Linked DNA regions of Salmo salar: region 2 is linked to region 1. The links are chromatin contacts, called in public Hi-C maps. All regions are on one chromosome and are shown on one strand. The core of a region is the stretch at or near the end of the contact, and the rest is flanking DNA. Distances in the headings are between cores, read along the strand shown. Region 1 holds the start of gab1 (GRB2-associated binding protein 1). Region 2 overlaps gab1 (GRB2-associated binding protein 1).

Region 1 (6,735 bases), core at 3,977-6,476:
AGTGTGCACTTTGAGCGGCCCAGTGCTCTGCCTGCCGGTAAACAGGGCGGTGCTGCAGACACAGGCAGGCCGCTGAACTGTTTAACCCTTGATCTCGTCCAATCAGGGGCTGAGCTGGCCAGCCGGGGACAAACTTTGCCCAGAGTGGTTAACCTCGCGGCAGCCGGCAGGGCTACGTGTCTGGACTGGAGCTACTGTGGAGAGTAGAGGCTGAATGCTCAGACGGTAAGGGTCAACACTGGAGAATGAGAGGGCACACAAACAGAAGGTCTACTTAGATCAACCTACACAGTCTATAGATGACCCGTCTCCCTGACAAAAAGCAACAGAACCACCTCTCTGACCCCTCCTCTCAGTCAACACCTCCACACAACCAAAATACCCAATCCTGTATCTGTAAGGTCACCTTTACATTCAGAACCCTTGCCAGAGTTAGACCTACACTACCTTTCAAAAGTTCAGGGTTAATCAGAAATGTCCTTGTTTTTGAAATAAAAGCACATTTTTCGTCCTTTAAAATAACATCAAATTGATCAGAAATACAGTGTAGACATTGTTAATGTTGTAAATGACTGTTGTAGCTGGAAACAGCTGTTTTTTTTATGGAATATCTACATAGGCATACAGAGGGCCATTATCAGCAACCATCTCCAATGGCACGTTGTGTTAGCTAATCCAAGTTTATCATTTTAAAAGGCTAATTGATCATTAGAAAACCCTTGTGCAATTATGTTAGCACAGCTGAAAACTGTTGTCCTGATTAATGAAGCAATAAAACTGGCCTTCTTTAGACTAGTTGAGTATCTGGAGCATCAGCATTTGTGGGTTCGATTACAGGCTCAAAATGGCCAGAAACAAAGAACTTTCTTCTTAAACTTGTCAGTCTTTTCTTGTTCTGAGAAATGAAGGCTATTCCATGTGAGAAATTGCCAAGAAACTGAAGATCTCGTACAACGCTGTGTACTACTCCCTTCGCTGTCTAACCAGAATAGAAAGAGGAGTGGGAGGCTCCGGTGCACAACTGAGCAAGAGGACAAGTACATTAGAGTGTCTAGTTTGAGAAACAGAAACAGCCAGTTTGCACTGTTCTGTGAAAGGAGTAGTACACAGCGTTGTACGAGATCTTCAGTTTCTTGGCCATTTCTCGCATGGAATAGCCTTCATTTCTCAGAACAAGAATAGACTGACAAGTTTCAGAAATAAGTTTTGTTTCTGGCCATTTTGAGCCTGTAATCAAACCCACAAATGCTGATACCTCAACTAGTCTAAAGGACAGTTTTACTGCTTCTTTAAAATCAGAACAACAGTTTTCAGCTGTGCTAACGCAAAAAAAGTGCTTTACTTTCAAAAACAAGTTTCTAAGTGACCCCAAACTTTTGAACAGTACTGTATATTATGTTGGCCTATAATCTGGATGGGCACCTGAAACCGGGTCATGATGTCGTGGTTACGGCGTAATCCTGAGGACCCGTAGGCTGTGTTAGGCATAATGGGTTCTGTTATTCACAGACCCAAGCCGTCCTGAGAGGGCTCAAGTGAGGTCGCCTCCACCCACAACCGCTGCTGTCGTTAGCCACTGTCACACCCGGCCAGTTTCACACACTCAGCAAGTGGGTCGCACACACCTGGCCTAGTGTAACTCAGTGGGGGCTCCAGCTAACAGCTTCAACCAGAAACAACAATTTGTCAGTGATCAGTGTTCCTTCTCATACTGCATGCAGGGCCTCATCTACACCACACAGATCCTATTAACACTGGAGGGTTAAACACAGCTATTCATATTGTAGAACACCATTAAGGACACACACAGTTCCAAAAATTGCACACACAAAAGGTTACAAAAGCGGTGTTTAAACAGACGCCGCCAGGCTTTGGCAGAAGTGTGAATCAGATGAATTGGGTCAAAGAGTTGTTCAGAGACAGCAGTAGAACAGGCTGTTCCTACAGGGCCACAACGAGGCAGCAGCAGAACAGGCTGTTCCTACAGGGCCACAACGAGGCAGCAGCAGAACAGGCTGTTATAGGGGCACAATGAAGCCATTTAGGCCAGAATGGACACGTACCAAATCATACAAATAGATAAACACATTCTTAAGGCCTAATAAATGTAGGGTGAGATAAATACACACTAGTCTATAGACCTGAGGGTAGTGAAGTAGTAGGCTACAGTGCAATCAGGTCACAATCAGTTTGCTCAGGGGCCTGGTGAAATGCAACGCACTGCATTGGATTATGCACTTAACAAAATGTCCACTTTTTAAGGGAGTAGACCGTTCTCAGTGCTCCATTCACATAAGGATAAATGTTCCCAGTCTGTCACTTCAGAGTGACATGCTGTAAGTAAGATGGACTTGATGAATGAACACCTCAGGGTGTCGCAGTCCACCAAGTTAGCAGTTACACAACCTCAGTGTGTGCAGCAGCTGGGCTGGCTCCCTACACTACCCACCAGTTAAATCATCACACACACGGTCTCCCTGTGTCTTGGGAATAAGGAACTTTGGTCACTAAGTGTCATGTGATCAGTCTCCTGTCTCATCTGTTCCTGCTGTGGGAGGGCATGGTTACTGTATCACCATGGTTACTGTGTCACCACCACTAGCCATCCCATAATAACCCCTACACCCCCATGGCTGACTGTCACACTTCACAAGGACAGAGGGAGTGTTGAGCTCCGGGTGCCGATTGATCATGACTAGGGGCTGGACTTCTTATCCTGACCATGTGACCTGAACAGGAAACGCTCTGGGCCCTCGATGCAGGCTCTAGCATTGGGGCGGCAGGTAGCCTAGTGGTTAGAGCGTCGGGTCCTAGGCATGGGGAACAATGAACAGTTCTGTGCCGATTCAGATTGATCATAACATCAGTGGAGGACGGACAGAAGGAATGGTATTTGGCAGGCGATGCCTTGGTTCAGTATAGCCAACCAGAGACATTGGGAGAATCTCATTGCATCCTCCTCGCATCTTCCTCTTGATCCGCCTCCTTCTCAAAACCCATTGGTTGAGAAAGCCAGAGGTCCTTCGCCTCCAGTGGGTTTTGAGGCGGCGGCGAGGAGAGAGGACGCGAGGGGTATACAATCGAGATTCTCCCTGAGAGATCGGTTGAGGAGAACTGTGGTTGCTGTGAAAACATGTAGAGTGCAGGGCTGTCCAGTTCCTAATGCAAACATCAATAGAGATATCCAATAAGATAGATATCCAATAAGCCACAAATACAACACTTAACAGCCTTTTGGACACAGCAAGACTCTTTTAAAAATGGCAATTTGTGTCTCAGAGTTGTGGCGTGCAGTCTCTTTAATACGCCATCTTTGTAGATTGGAGCAAATACAACTGATAGAGGGCCCACGAATACAATGGCGATAGATGTTCTTTGGATAGATAACAGATCCAATATCATGGGAACTAATATAGAGCCAACTGATTCGCCCACTGATTCACACAGTAAAGAAAGGGGACATATACAGGGTGGCAATTTCATTATGGGTGTGAGAATGTTAATACTTTTCAGGTTAAAAACACAAAGGTCATGTAAGACTATCAACAATGACATCCAGCTTCCAAAGAAGTGTGTGATTTATAGAGAGACAACCATTATTTTGCATAATCATGTTCTAGCTATGCAACTGTGATTGAAATGTATTTTTTCATATTATTTGAATACTGTACTGATTTATATGGGCATACCTCCCTGTCTCGTAACTAGGCCGAGTCTCGAGTCTACATGGGACACTCTTCACACCACTTTTGATACAAAGTGATTTGTTGCAGGTTAGGAGAGGATTTTTGGTAACCTTAACCTCAGTCTCCTAACCTGCTGCGTAAGTTCTCCTAACCTGCTACAAAAAAATGTCACTTCGGTATCGAAGTGGCGTGGGAAGTGCGTTTCCCTAGTCTACATAGACTAGACTATGGAGAAGACGGAACATTCTCATTTCCTGTGACAACCAGGAACTGCTTTCAAAAGCATTCCTTTTAAGAACACAAGTCAATTGGAATTCATTCACGACATTGTGAGAGTTGTCAATGTGATCTGGTTGTTAGATCCGTACATTAGTCAAACCTACATTTAGGATTTTGACATTAAAGCTTGTGCTCAAACTATTATGCTATGACTAGACAAGACAAGCATTTCAGTTGCCTTGCCGTGGAATGCGAATGTTGCACAGTATGGGACCATTTTCATGAATGCTTTGAAATAGGCCCACTGTTGGAATTTGCATCAAATCACTGAAAAGGTCAACAGCATGCAGGCTGTCATCATAACAAGATGTAGCCTAGGAGGCCATTGTCACTTGACAATACTACAAAAGGATTTGAAATCCACTTCTTGCTATTCATGAATTGTCGATAGTTTTGTTGTAGCAAACACAGATTCGAGATGCTGCATAAACTTTGTGCAGCTGGGGGAAATAATCAGCGAGGCAACGTAGGCAAATTCGAAATAATCGAAAGTGTTACATTTGCATAGCTACACTGGAACCGCTCTGTGGTAACGATCCAAAACAAGATATGAATATGATCAAGCTTAGACTTACGTAACGTCTCAACTTTTTTTCTGGAGGAGATTTTCTTAACCAGCCCGAGCACACCACATCTCCCCCGCTCATCTTTCCTCCTTTCTTCCTCGCCGTCTGGATGTTTGGGCCGAGATTGTTTTGAGTGAACCTGCAAATATTGACAGGGAGCGGTCAATGGAGAAAAAAAAAAGCTGAAAAAAAAATTACAATGTCGCATTGGTTGAGATTTTACGAGTTGGGTAAGCGATAAATGCCGTCACACCTCCTAGTCTGCGCTGCGAGTCACCAACAGCGACTTTAAGACAGTCCTCTGAAATGTATCAACCACTTTTGTCAAGAAGTGTGTTAAATAGCCAAATTAAATCCCAAAGTGTCGTGCGTCCGTGGTTACCTTCTTCTGGATATGTTTCGTACTCCAAGCAGAATAGTTGCTTGCAAGTGAAACTCGCCGAGTTCGGCTTTCAGTGAAAGCGCTTTTATGCAATTCCTTCCAAAGTCGAACAAATATTTTTAAGCACACTAGGATACGTATTTTCCTCTCCTTTCCGACGCATAATTGTTTCACGGAAAGTACAGTGCCTTTTCACCCAAAAACGTAGCGTTTCACCGACCTTCCTCCCAGTTTCACTCCCTGTGGTTGCTAATTATGATTGACAGATCGGCAGCTCTGTGTTTTCCCTGAACTCAGCCTGACAGCCTCCTTTGGAACGCGCAGGCAGAGGGAGAGGCGGCGTGCAGGAAAAATTAACCAACATACCATGGGACATGTAGTTCTCAATTGTTTGGCGTTACTCCCCCCCCCAAAACAAATAACCGCATTTTGATAAATTATTTTTTGCATATGGTTAGTATAGATTTACACCCATCTGACTGAATACCGGGGGAAAAGATGGCTTTCTAATGACTGAACGAAATAACAAAGAAACTGCATTCCAGTGTTCAATGTAGGACCTCTCATACCATGCGCACGTGGAAACTACACTTACCACAATGCGCGCCATTTGTGCGCTCGAAGTCGTGCAACCTCGAGGACAGTGTAGAAATGACCGTACAATTAGAAAGTTGGCGATTTCCATTACATTATATCCATGTGTGTAAGTGTGAGCACCAAAACCAGAAACAACAACAACTCGAATAGGAATATTATAATTTCAGCAACAATAAATCAAACAGATCTCTTCATATGTTTTACCTTTATTTAACTAGGCAAGTCGGTTAAGAACACATTTTTATTTACAATGACTGCCGACGCTGGGCCAATTCTGCGGGTGCCCCATGGGACTCCGAATCACTGCCAGTTGTGATACAGCCTGGATTCGATCCATGGTGTCTGTAGTGACGCCCCTAGCAATGCAATACCTTAAACCCATGCACCACTCAGGAGCCCAAATTAATGAAATGTCTTTGTTGCTTCATTGCAAGAGTAGGCTATCCATCCCTTGAAGACTCTAGTGGTGTTGTTCTTCTAGACCCTGAGCCTGACTATTGGCAATTTGACAGAGATAAGTTCCCATGACGGTTAAAGTATCTGTGGAATCCTGGAATGTTATTGTAATGGTAAAAAGCTCTCCACTGTCTTTTGGCTATTAGCCTGTATTTGTAAGTGCGTCTATAATGTTTGACTGCCAATTTCTAATGGGTTTGAGCATAGTATACATGAAGGTCAATATTGTTGTGATTAACGAATAGTCAACTGATGTACCAAAACAAATATTAACTTTTCATATAACTTACTATTACAAATGAATAACTATTATTGTGCACAACAGCCACCACAGGGCGGCAGGTAGCCTAGTGGTTAGAGCATTGGACTAGTAATACAATGTATTAATCATATGCAGATTCACAACTAAGTACAGTCATGACCCACCCAGTTGTGAGTGAGACTTTACATTCTAATATTAATCAATTTAAACATTCACATAGCCATTCAAGATATTTGTCACAGCATAGCTCCATACAGCAGGCAAGCCCAACCAGTGAGGACAACAATTGAGTACATTTGTCAGTCTACCATCCATAATACTATTGCTCCTACTTGTCAATGTCTTCCAAAATACTATTCAGCCCGGGAGATCATTTTTCCTTTTTACTGTGTGCTCCTCAAGATGGGTCTATGACACCATAGACCTGAAAGAAAGATATTGCTGTGGTAAAAGTTGCTCTAGTCACTGGAATTTTGCTGAGCCATGCTAGTCACTGGGTTAACAGGA
Region 2 (6,709 bases), core at 485-2,984, 40 kb before region 1:
AGTTGACGTCGGAAGTTTACATACACCTTAGCTAAATACATTTAAACTGTTTTTCACAATTCCTGACATTTAATCCTAGTAAAAAGTCCATCTCTTAGGTCAGTTCGGATCACCACTTTATTTTAAGAATGTGAAATGTCAGAATAATAGTAGAGTGACTTATTTCATCTTTTATTTCTTTCATCACATTCCCAGTGGGTCAGAAGTTTACATTCACTCAATTAGAATTTGGTAGCATTGGCTTTAAATTGTTTAACTTGGGTCAAATGTTTTGGGTAACCTTCCACAAGCTTCCCACAATAAGTTGGGTGAATTTTGGCCCATTCCTCCTGACAGAGCTGGTGTAACTGAGTCAGGTTTGTAAGCCTCCTTGCTCGCACACGCTTTTTCAGTTCTGCCCACAAATTTTCTATAGGATTGAGGTCAGGGCTTTGATGGCCATTCCAATACCTTGACTGTTGTCCTTAAGCCATTTTGCCACAACTTTGGAAGTATGCTTGGGGTCATTGTCCATTTGGAACACCCATTTGCAACCAAACTTTAACTTCCTGACTGATGTCTTGAGATGTTGCTTCAATATATCCACATAAATTCTCTTTCCTCATGATGCCATCTATTTTGTGAAGTGCACCAGTCCCTCCTGCAGCAGAGCACCCCCACAACATGATGCTGCCAGCCCGTGCTTCACGGTTGGGATGGTGTTCTTCGGCTTGCAAGCCTCCTCCTTTTTCCTCCAAACATAACGATGGTCATTATGGCCAAACAGTTCTATTTTTGTTTCATCAGACCAGAGGACATTTCTCCAAAAAGTACGATCTTTGTCCCCGTGTGCAGTTGCAAACCGTAGTCTTTTTTTTTTTTAAATGGCGGTTTTGGAGCAGTGGCTTCTTCCTTGCTGAGTGGCCTTTCAGGTTGTGTCGATATAGGACTTGTTTTACTGTGGATATATACTTTTGTACCCGTTTCCTCCAGCAGCTTCACAAGGTCCTTTGCTGTTGTTCTGGGATTGATTTGCACTTTTCAGCACCAAGGTAAGTTCATCTCTAGGAGACAGAACGCGTCTCCTTCCTGAGCGGTATGACGGCTGCGTGGTCCCATGGCGTTTATACTTGCGTACTATTGTTTGTACAGATGAACGTGGTACCTTCAGGCGTTTGGAAATTGCTCCCAAGGATGGACTTGTGGAGGTCTACAATTTTTTTTCTGAGGTCTTAGCTGATTTCTTTTGATTTTCCCATGATGTCAAGCAAAGAGGCACTGAGTTTGAAGCTAGGCCTTGAAATACATCCACAGGTACACCTCCAATTGACTCAAATGATGTCATTTAGCCTATCAGAAGCTTCTAAAGCAATTACATTTTCTGGAATTTAAGCTGTTTAAAGGTAGTCAACTTAGTGTATGTAAACATATGACCCACTGGAATTGTGATACAGTGAATTACAAGTGAAATAATCTGTCTGTGTACAACGGTTGGAAAAATGACTTGTGTCATGCACAAAGTAGATGTCCTAACCGACTTGCCAAAACTATTGTTTGTTAACAAGAAATTTGTGGAGTGGTTGAAAAACGAGTTTTAATGACTCCAACCGACGTGTATGTAAACTTCTGACTTCAACTACATCTCTAGCCCTGAGTAAGAGTAGAAGCTTCTGTTCCAGCCATGTGTTGTGGTGAATAGAGTGGAGTCTTGTGGGAGAGAGGCAGCCAGGGAGAAAGGAGCTAGTTGAGGCGTCAGGTGCGGTAACCGGAGAACGAAGCGTTCTTCAGCTGCCACCCCCCCCCATTCGACAACAACCTCCTCTCAGCTCTGCCTGTAAACCAAACTACTAACTTGTTCCCCTCTCCCTCCCGCTCCCTCTACCTTGAACAAACAGGTCTGTTTGTTCTCAAGTCGGGTTCCGCTCCAGCACCAGGATAGAAAAAGATGAGGAAAACCCACAGAACACATCCACGGTGTACGCACGTCATTGGCCATTCTTATTAACAACCACACAGCGATACGCTGCAGTCATCTCTCACACGTTGGTTGGTTTGCCTCTGATTACACTTTGCTTTTCCAGACTGAACGCATGAACTGTTCTTTGAGAGGTCCCACAAACAAAGACGGTGCCGTGCAAACGCAGGTCATTTCAACAGAATAACCCTCATTGAGATCTTGTTTGCCCAGCAAGCATGTGTTCTAATCAAGTGCGTTTCAGAGCATATGTAGCCTAGATTCTATTGGGCATTCCAGGTAGTGGAGCATTTGTTGTCTTTCTTATAGATCTGCTCATGCAGACAGGTAGGCCACAAAACTGTTTGTGCAACAGTGCTGGGAAAAGGTAAAGAGAGTGGGAGGAGCCATTCTGGAACTTTTCCTGTTCCGTGTTCATGACAGACGCGAGACGCATTCAGTTGCAATACTATTGGCTCTGGCATTCGTCATAATGCTGTCCTCTTTAAAAGCTCAGTGTTGCAACAGGTATACAAGTCAAGCCTTCCAGTAATGACTTGGGAGAAGCCAATAAAAACACAGAACTGCTGGAAATAGTATTAGTAGAACTAGACGTGAAAGCACTAGTGAGAATCAACCCCCACTACCAGATAAGGATAAACGGTTTTATATTTTTTTTTATTGTGAAATAGCTCTCTGCTTACTCAAAAATGTCCTGAAACCAACCACACATTCAGAATGACGCCGCAGTCCAACGTCAGGGCTTATAAACAAATGCAATCGCGTACACCGTTGTGGTACTCCAAGCCAATCAGCAAGGACCCCAAGGCCGTCCCAAACAATGCCCGTTCTTAAAGTAGAGTATTAGAGCTCGTCAGAGGTTTTGGCGCTCGCGGCCTTGGTGATGAGGTCTGGAGAGAGAGGGAGGTTGGGGGCACAAAAGCCTCTCTATGCTTAGCCCAGTAGCTTGCATAAATCAGTCTTTGTTTTCTGGGCATGTCTAAGATTCTTGCTGCTAAACAGCTATTTTTACATCCTCATAGGCCACAAGAGATATGGCGGTCAACGAAGGCCAGTTGACGCTCGAGCAGTGTGTATGCCCAGGCGTCATCCCCCTCCCCCGCTGGAGGGAAAGGGGACTTCCATCTGCAGGCAGGCAGACCTGAGGTCCAGCTGCCTGGAGACTGGTGGTCAGTGGTCAGTCCCTTCTCCTGTTATTCACTGCCATCAACATGTGACCTGGGATCAGCTTTCTCTGCCAGCAACTATCACTTTAATCACTAGCAACAACATAACAGGTCCTGGATCTGCTTTTAAAGGCAAATTGTGCACACAAAGACATGAGTATGGCACCTCTAGAGGTTTGGGGAAACAAAACAGAGTGATGATACTGGTGCTGATACATTGAACAGTGTTTTCACATAGTATTCTACTAGGGAAGGTAACTGTCAGTGTGTCGAAAGGCCATTGACAAACCACCCAACTGCCACAATGTGAGTTTATTCAAGGTTCCTCTTACGTGAGAAAAGGCCTGCCTTGTTTCTGTTCTAATCAGTGGGAGTCGGTATGTGTCCTAACAGTCCCCCCTGGCCAGACAGGAACCCAGGGAGAGAGAAGAGAGACAGAGGTACAGGGTGCGGGCCAGCCGCCCCTGCAGACAGACACACAGAGCCAGAGAATAAGAGAGAGAAGGAAAGAGGGAAAGAGAAAGAGCCACGCGGGGGCAGGAAATGAGGGCTGGGAGCTGGAGGAGCGATGGCAGTTTGAGACCGAGGAGCAATAGCAGTTTTCCCGCAAGCGGGAGAGAGACCGAACAGAGGGAAAATGGTCTCTGTGCTAGCATCTGGCTCTGTCCAACCTGGCACAGTCGTTAGGGGAATTCAAAACCCATCTAAACCGCTGGTACAGTTCATGTCATAAACAGACATAGGAGGCCAAAATAAAATAGTTAAACAAAAAGGTGGCAAGTGTTTCAGTTCACAGCTATTGTAAAGCCATTGGTTTTCAATCAGTAATAAAATACTGAGCTAACACCTCAACAAGCATGAGTGGATTTAATAGTACTCCCTCCAACAACTGAATAGAACAAACATCTGGATCTATTTGTTCAGTTATAGTGTATGGCTGCATGGTCCTCCTTACGCCAGCCTCTCGCATGTCGCCCAATGTCAACGAGACAGACCCTGTCAAATACAAAGCAGCAGGAGCAGAAGCTCCAGTTACATTGAGGGATCAGGCCAAAAAGGAGAGCGCAAAACACCTCGACCACTGACTCCGTTCTTCCACCCCAAACACCTACCACAGACCAGAGTTTCAGCCCATGCTGCTCCACTGTCTCACACACACACACTCCACAGGTGAGTTTCAGTCATCTCACCTGGCCTCTCCCAGCAACCCTCTTGGCAGCTTGGCACGCACACAATCTTTATGTATTTGATATTACCTCCCCTGGCTGACACACTGTCCAAACAAACACAGGAGACCGAGCGTACCCTTTTACTGTACCTTACGAGTGCTGCGCGGGGTTTTGATGAGTCTCCTTAAGCGTCTGGTTAAAGTGTGAGTTTGTTGTTGTCTGCTCTCCTCCTGTCTTTATGGAGAGGTGCAGTGTGTTGCGCGGGGCTGCAGTTTGACCTCTCCCTCTGACTTCCTGTGTAGTGTAATCAGGTGGTCCCAGACCTTAACTGCCAGCAGCACACAGCAAAAAGCAGCAACCACTAGCCCCCAACCCACCACTAAATCAGAGGGGGAGGGCCAGACACAGGCAGGGGTGGAGTGTGTGTGTGTGTGTGTGTGTGTGTGTGTGTTAAAACATTTAAATGCACCCCAACACACACATATATTTGGAAAGATAGTGAAACGATTACCCAAGAGCATCTCTGAAAAGCAAACACACCAGTTCCCATTGCACTATAAAAGTTGATCATGTTTCATTTCACTGACATTGATGGATAACTGACTTCAGCAGTCATGGGGAGAGTCTTCCTCTAATATTTACGTCTCTCTTCCTCCTCTTTGAGAACGAGGATATGGTCATCGTTTCACACACACACAACTTATCAGAACCACAACATTTTCAAAATTCCCCTCAGCACTAACAGTGACTAAAAGACAAACTGAAAGACGAACACCTTGCTTCTGGCCAGTAACCGAAAGGTCGCTGGTAGGAATCTGCCGTTCTGCTCTTGAGCAAGGCAGTTAACTCCACAACAACAACAACTGCTCCCCGGGCAATTCAGAGGGGTGGAGTTAAATGCGTTAGACATTTCGGTTGAGCGCATTCAGTTGTGCAACTGACTAGATATCCCCTTCCCTTTTCAGTAAGACAGGTTTACATGCTTTACCAGCAGAAAAATGTCCCTAATAATCCTGTTGTGGACAGATCTGACATCAGGCCAACTCATGGGACTTGAATAAACTCAGAAAATCATCAAAATAAACATTCTAGTACAGTGACCGTGTTATTTTTGCAAAGAATATTCGATTCGCAGTTCAGACATAACGTTTGTATGTGACAACTATAGATAGATTTTGTACCCTGTTATGACTTACACCAAATACACTATTCAAACCAATAAACAGCTTATGAAGCTCTAAGCCTATACTATAGATCACATATTGCCAACAAATAATCTTGAACTAAAAACTCCACACATATTTTGGAATTCCTGTGCATACTTGACAACGGTTAATCAATATCCAAAAACGGGACACGTTTTTTTCTGCAAACCCACACATCTTCTCTTTGTTGTGGCACCAATGTGAGGGGTTATGGTCGGGTAAACGGTGTGGCGTGTGTGGTGCGGGAAGAATCACGAACCTGGGGAGCTGTGTTCACATTGCCCTAAAACAAAAGGGAACCGGATATGGTAATTCAAGCGAACGGAACTCAGGCCACCTCTCAAAATGGAGTGCTCACACCGCACAACAAATTAACCTACCAATGTGCTGGCACACGAGACGACAAAAATTGGCTGAAATTGACCAAGTGTGAATACTAAGTTCTTTTGAACACACTTCATATGAGGGTTGCGTGACCGGTGCTGGCACATACGCAGATCAAATACACAGCTGGAACGCCGAAAAATCCCTTTAAATATCCTAGTAATTCAAAAGATTGCTCAGAACGAGGTGTTACATCAATTAGGACCTTAACCCAATTAAGACAAGCAGATAAAGGTGTTTACGTGACTAATGCCATACTCTGCCATAATCAGTTTGATATCGAAATATTAATGTGCATGTAATCATGCTCAGTGTCACATCTTGAGACTAACCTAGTTCCTGAATCCTGGGCCAGCTAAGAGTCTTACTTCCTGTGCTCGGTTAGTTTCCTCCTGGGCCTGGTTGCTCGGGCTGCCACAATTACTGTATAATCGCGTAACGAACAACTGACTGAAGAGGGGACGGCCGGGCATTCATGAGGTTCAGTCCATTTCCGCAGTAACATGACCTCTAAACATGATAGAACTTTGTTGCTCCTTGCTGAAACAAGCAAGATGTTGCGGCAAACAAGAATTTGGTTGCCTATGCAACGCGCCCCCCCCCCAGCAGCACATGCGGTCAGGAACAGAGGAGAGGAGAAAATGTGCACCAAAAAGAAATGATACTATTCAAATTTTTGTTAGTGCAGGTGGTCATTCCATTAACCTTCACAGGCCTAATCACAACCACAAAAAAACATCTCAGCACTACCAGTAACTAAAAGACCAAAACGTTTGCTTCTCAGTAAGACAGCCACATTTCTTGCAGACAAAGAATCAGGATTTTATTATT

Evidence for each region. Hi-C and Micro-C count contacts between places; a contact is called where the count stands out from the background.
Region 2: a contact with region 1 is called in a Hi-C map of muscle, with 2.1 times the contacts expected there. The contact joins the enhancer-like site here to the promoter of gab1 in region 1. A contact is called at or near these places in 3 of 3 Hi-C or Micro-C datasets (blood, gill and muscle).

Annotation. Positions count from the first base shown.
Region 1 is chrssa08:14,457,981-14,464,715 of Ssal_v3.1, reverse strand. It overlaps gab1 (GRB2-associated binding protein 1), which reads right to left and starts at 5,226. Exons shown (of 14, transcript XM_045722792.1): 1 at 4,914-5,226; 2 at 4,541-4,670. The coding sequence starts at 4,612.
Region 2 is chrssa08:14,494,331-14,501,039 of Ssal_v3.1, reverse strand. All of the region lies in intron 2 of gab1 (GRB2-associated binding protein 1), which reads right to left. Among protein-coding and RNA genes, the nearest start is that of gab1, 38 kb to the right of the region's middle. Within about 2 kb of position 1,734, at least 1 of the 13 cell types and tissues checked has an H3K27ac peak or open chromatin away from gene starts, as enhancers often do. A contact at or near this core is called in muscle, where this site is marked.